2 separate regions of the Sus scrofa genome follow, and region 2 is linked to region 1. A link is a contact called in public HiChIP or PLAC-seq data. All regions are on one chromosome and are shown on one strand. Each heading gives the region's core, a stretch centred on a gene start, on an enhancer-like site or on the middle of the called end of the contact. The rest is flanking DNA. Distances are from core to core; before and after follow the strand shown.

What was found. HiChIP or PLAC-seq counts read pairs in DNA pulled down with a chosen protein or histone mark.
Region 2: an H3K27ac HiChIP or PLAC-seq map of alveolar macrophages shows a contact between it and region 1. The contact joins the enhancer-like site here to the promoter of ATP6V0E1 in region 1. A contact is called at or near these places in 1 of 5 promoter capture datasets (fetal skeletal muscle), 6 of 47 Hi-C or Micro-C datasets (alveolar macrophages, fetal heart ventricle, heart right ventricle and 2 more) and 2 of 2 datasets of contacts at active chromatin or transcription factors (alveolar macrophages and skeletal muscle).

The regions. Positions count from the first base shown.
Region 1 is chr16:51,259,107-51,262,074 of Sscrofa11.1, reverse strand. It overlaps ATP6V0E1 (ATPase H+ transporting V0 subunit e1), which reads left to right and starts at 1,404. Exons shown (of 3, transcript NM_001044579.1): 1 at 1,404-1,573. The coding sequence starts at 1,470.
Region 2 is chr16:51,195,727-51,198,614 of Sscrofa11.1, reverse strand. The region is part of intron 1 of CREBRF (CREB3 regulatory factor); the gene reads left to right. Among named protein-coding and RNA genes, the nearest start is that of CREBRF, 14 kb to the left of the region's middle. Within about 2 kb of position 1,459, at least 2 of the 83 cell types and tissues checked have an H3K27ac peak or open chromatin away from gene starts, as enhancers often do. A contact at or near this core is called in alveolar macrophages, where this site is marked.

The DNA of each region.
Region 1 (2,968 bases), core at 155-2,654:
GGGTGATCTCACCCTTTCTTAACTATTCAGATAAGTTGTACAAGTGTTTATTAAGCACCTTCCATGTATAAAGTGCTCCTAGGGGGCAAAGATCAGTTTAACACGCTCATTCTCAAGCACTCTATCCTCTAGTAGAGGGTTGGCTTGATTATGCACACACAGAAGTACAAGGCCACAAGACATGCATTAATGCAATGAAATAGGTCTTGGAGAGCGTGGTACTTGGACTGGAACTTAAGGACAATAGAATTTTTGCCGCAACTGAGCTGCTGGGGGAGCAATATGAGCACAAAGGAGACCAACTAGTTTCCTACCTTGTCCTTCAGGTGAAGGCTGGGCATCATATTTGAAGAGTTGGTACAGATGTTAAAGATCATTGGTCCAACTTCTCATTTAATACAGGGTCCATTCTAGTTGAATGAAGAAAGAAATCAGGAGGTAATTCGAGGTGAAGAAAGGTGACTACTGCAGAAAAACCATGGTCCAGGGTAAAGTACGTTGGATTGGTTTATGGATTTGCTTTCCATCTTGCTTCTGTCTGAGAGCTCTTCCAGAAAGGGGTTCTTTCACTGTTCCAAGGTTGTCACATACATACTACAGTGAACGTATGTGAAGCTTGGCGTGCATTAGAAAGTCCACGTTACCTTCTCCTCAATATTCTGGCTTTAATTCCTACTCCCTTTTCAAGGCTCTGCTCAGAACTGGCTGCGGTGGACAGTCATGCTCTTTGGTTCCCTCTATCTTGACACTGCACTGAGTGACCTGCTCACAAGTCCTTCTCCTCACCAGTTCATGAATTCCTAGAGCGGGTGGTGGTGTCTGATTTCTGTAACCCCAAAACCTGGCTCAGTGCACAAGTCTAACAGTAGGTCAGTAGCTAAGAGCGCTGGCCTTGAAAATCACATCATCAAAGGTTGAATCTTGGCTCTGCCACTTACTAGGTACCAGACTCTGGGCAAAAATTGTAACCTGCTCCCTGGACCTCAGTTTCTTTAGGTGCAAAGTGGGTACAGTAATTAAAACTACTTCATAGGCTGTAGTGAGGTGTTCGAAAAGAACTCAAGCACTTAACTCATATACCAGTGCCTGGCACACAGGAATTCTGAACAGAAAATTACTATGAAGTTTTCTACACGTTTGTTGCATAAGAAGCTAAAGCTGTAAATAACTACATGTATTTCTTAAAAGGGCCACGTTCTTGCCCGGAAACTGCTAAGCCCTTGGTGACTTGACACTTACCTCTGGGGCTACAGAGCGAGCGCCTTCTGTCAACAGGCAGTAAGCTCCGAGACCCTCCGGGAGAGGGCGGGGCTCTATAGCCCGGCCCCAGAGGGGCGGGCCCGGCGCGCGGTCACGTGAGGCGCAGGAGGCGGGTCTTTGCGCCCGCCGATCACGCGGTCTGTGTTGACACTTCCGGGTGGCACCTAAGTGAGGCGGCGGGGCAGGGGCTGGCAGCTCCGACGGCAACCATGGCGTATACCGGCCTCACGGTGCCTCTCATCGTGATGAGCGTGTTCTGGGGCTTCGTCGGCTTCCTGGTTCCCTGGTTCATCCCTAAGGGTCCCAACCGGGGGTAAGTGCGCCAGGCCTGCCTGGGGTGGGACGCGCGGTGAGGACCGGCCGGGCCGGGCGGGGGAGAGGGCGACCCTGCACTGGTCAGAGACCTTCCCCGGGTAGTCCTGCAGTCCAGAGTCAGGCCCCGAGCCGCGTGCAGCCCCGCAGTTTCCTTATCTCAGCAGCCTCCATGTCTCCCGGCCCGAGCGTGAGGAGTTTGACCTCCGCCAGACCCTCGAGAAGGAGTTTTAGGGGAATTTTTTCTCACCACGTCCCTCTGTAGGACGGTACAGTCGGAAATGGGTTTATATCGATTCAAAAGAGAAGTTGCGGTTCGTCCCTAGACGACTATTGCCTCTTTAGCCCTGCCGTCCACCCAAATGAGGCCTCGTTTGCCTAATCTTTGAAGGAACGGATCAAATAAATAAAACAGAAATGGCCCTCTCTGCCTCGCAGCCTCTCGCAGTTGCACAGGACAAGCTTGTGCAATGACATTGAGCCCAGGCCTTGCATCTAGTGGGCGCCAGGAGGTAGCTGGGGCCTGATCTAAAGCGAGATTAATTACCGAAGAGCTGGAGGTATTGTTTAGAAACCCCTGCGTCATACCTTTTGGAGGGCGCTGGTATGTGAGTGTAACAAGCTCTTAGAAGCTTAAGAGATCCTTAAGAAAGGCTTTTAAGGAGACTTTTTTCCCAGACTTCTTTGTTAGATAGAGATTTATCTGTTTGGTAAGTAAACTTTTTAAAAATTGTGGTGTGAAGCAGAGTGTTCTCAAAGGAACTCTGAAACACCCTCTTTCTGGTTCCTCTTTTGCCTTTTAGTCATTTTCTTCTCACTGTAAGATCATGTGGGGTGAAACTTAGATTGAATTCACAGTTTGGGGGAGCACCATCTCTTGTTTTATTCTTTGAAACTAATTGGTGGCTTCATAGTGTTTTGCATGTATAGTGGACATTCAATAAATTCTTATTTTTTAGTTTTTTTATTTTAGGGCCGCACCCACAGCATATGGAGGTTCCCAGGCTAGGGGTCTAATTGGAGCTGTAGTTGCTGGCCTACGCTACAGGACAGTAATAACAGATTCAAGCCGCATCTGCAACCTACACCACAGCTTAGTGCAACGCCAGATCTTTAACCCACTGAGTGAGGCCAGAGATCAAACCTGCGTCCTCATGGATGCTAGTCAGATTGTTTCTGCTGAGCCATGGTGGGTACTCCCATTCAAAAATATTTGTTGAGTGGATAATTCTATTTCCTTTATTAAAGAAAAGCAAATATATTTTGTGACCTGATTCTCCTTTGCTCTCTGGAATAAACTTGTGTTAGACCTGTTACTTCTCTCTAGCTTACAAGTAAATCAGAATTTGTTTTGATTAAAAAACAAATGAAAGGAGTTCCCGTGGTGGCTCAGTGG
Region 2 (2,888 bases), core at 210-2,709, 64 kb after region 1:
GAGTCCTTAACCCACTGGGCCACCCGGGAACTCCTAACCCCTTATTTTTTTAAACTCTGAGAGTAAGGATAAAAGGAGACTATTAGGTTGACCCAGGGATAAAGAATTCACAAGGTGTTATGGCATAAAGACAGTATCCAAATTGGATTACCATCAAACTAGGATAACCATCTGGTTTGAGATTTACTTGCCTGTTTTCCAGATTCTGGAGTTTTGAGAATTGCTGTGGAAGGGTAGAGAATAGCGATTCGTCTACAGTCATGTTCACAGGATTAGTGTTACGTGATGAAGGAAAAATGCAGCCCCCAGGTTTTCTCCAGTGCATTGCATAGTCAGCCTCTGCTTCCTCAATGGTTTGGAGATTTGAGGATCTCTGACTTCTGCTGTACCATGAACTAGGTAGTGGCTTGATTTAGTAAGCTTCTGAAGGTCTGTTTTATTCAACCCTTACTTACTAAGTAGTTTTCAGAAGGAGAGGAATTGAAGTGTAGCAGTTTGGATGGACTGCGTGGTGGTCTTTCCTTCCTCCCAGCCTCCTCTCTCTTTCATCTTGGGGGTTAAATCACAGAAGAAATTATTTATTTAAATAGGTGTCATGACAGTTACAAAGAGAGAACCTAAGAACTCTGCTCACATGAAAAAAAAAATGATGACTATGAACTAGCAAAGTTTAAAATCAAAATAAACCATGATATAGGAATTATATAACAGTATAAATGTGTTGGCCTTTCTAACCACAGACGTTTAAAAAAATTCTCATTGTGGTAAACAAATTTTGCCATTTAAACCGTATTGTCTACCATTCAGTGGCATTAAATGTGTTGATTTGTGTAACCATCACCACTATTCTGAAATACGGAGAATATTTTCATCATCCCAAACAGAAACTTGGTACCCTATTACTCTCTCAGTCTCTGGTACCTTCTCTTCTACTTTTTATCTACATGATTTGCCTATCCTGATACTTCATCTAAGTGGAAATCGTGTAACGTTTGTCTTTTGTGTCTGATTTATTTCATTTAGCATAAAGTTTTCAAGGTTCATGTATGTGTAGCACGTAGCAGGGTTTCATTCCTCTTTATGACTGAGTGATGTTGCATTGTATGTGTATACCACATTTGTTTATCCTTTTATCTGCAATCATTAGGGTTGTTTACACCTTTTGGCTGTTGTGAATAATGCTGCTGTGAACATAGGTGTACATGTATCTGAGTTCTTGTTTTCAATTTTTTTTTTTTGGTATATATCCAGAACCGGTAGAGCATATGGCAATTCTGTTTAACTTTTTGAGGAAATACTAAACTGTTTTTCAGGTATACCATTTTACATGCCCACCAGCAGTTTTTCCATATCCTCGTCGCACTTGTTATTTTCTGTTATTTGGATGATAGGCATCCTGATGGGTGTGTCAAAACATTTTTAACTTCTACTCTGATGACTGTTGGATGACTCAGAAGTGCTTCTTACCATTGTGAGGAACCAGTTCCCTCAAGATAGTAAAAGGAAGCAGTGGCCTAAGCCAGTGCCATGTAAGGGGAGCTTCAGGGATTCTAGCCATCATATACAGTACCTGCTTATTCATAGATATTTTCATTTATAAAGTGGTTTATATTTTTCTTGATGTCAGCTTCTTTTTTTTTTTTTTTTTTTTTTTTGCTTTTTGGGGCTGCACCCTCAGCATATGGAGGTTCCCAAGGCTAGGGGTCGAATCAGAGCTGCAGCTGCAGGCCACAGCTGCAGCTGCAGGCCACAGCCATAGCCACAGCCACACAGGATCATCACAGCTCATGGCAACACTGGATCCTTAACCCACTGAGCAAGGCCAGGGATTGAACCAGCAACCTCATGGTTCCTAGTCGGATTCATTTCTGCTGCGCCAGGATGGGAATTCCAAGCTTTTTTATTATATATATTGGACTCTCATGGATCAGCTGAGGCCCTCAGATTCAGAAGAGGCACAATTTAGGAACTCTTGGATATGTGTGAGCTGCCAGGGCCACATCAGTTAGCTCTCTGGTTTGCTTTTAAAGGTTGGATTCATGGTTTGAGCAGTCCCAGGAAAGAGCTTTTTTAAGAAGTCCTTTGACCTTACCTATCATTTTACTTTACCTTTTGCCTTTGCCTAATGTACATAGTAAGCCCCAACATATCTTAAAATGGGGAACCAAAATAAACAAAAAAACAAACAAACCCTAGGGTAGGACCTGGTGGAAAAGGTTGTGAAAAAGATTGAAGTCATGGCTCTCTTCTAGTGGTACCAGTGCTATTCATTAGTCAGTCATTTGCCCCATCTCCTTGCTTTGGAGAGGTAGTTCTCTGTTACTGAAGTATCTTCTTGTGCCTATGAGCTGTGGTGGAATAGTTAAATAGTTTTGAATGAGCCAGGTACAGAAAATCTATTGGTAAATATTATTTCTGATGGACCACAGTCTTTTCTCCCTTGAAAAGACTCACAAAACTGTACTGGTACTGGTGAGCCAGAGCTGCGAATAGGGAAGTAAAAACTAAGGGAATTAATTTAGCCTTTCCTCTAGCTGTCATTGTTATTGGTTTGTGTGGGGGTTTTTTTGTTGTTTTTTCCTGAATAAACACTAGTCCTTGAGGTCAGCTTGAGGGCAGGATAGAGGATTTTGTGATCAAATAAGTTTGAGAAATGAGATGTGCTCTGTTCATCTTTTGGTGATTTATAGTGCACGTTTTCACCTAGTATCTTCAAGTTCCCAAGGAGCCCTGTGTAAAGGCAACATAACAGTTTTATTTAATGTGGTGTTTTCCTAACCTCCCAACCCTTTTGTTGAGTAACCATTTAACATTCCTAGGAACAAATATTTCTCAGGCCACACATGGGAAATTAGATCATTGCTTTTTAGGGATTTCGATACCAAAAT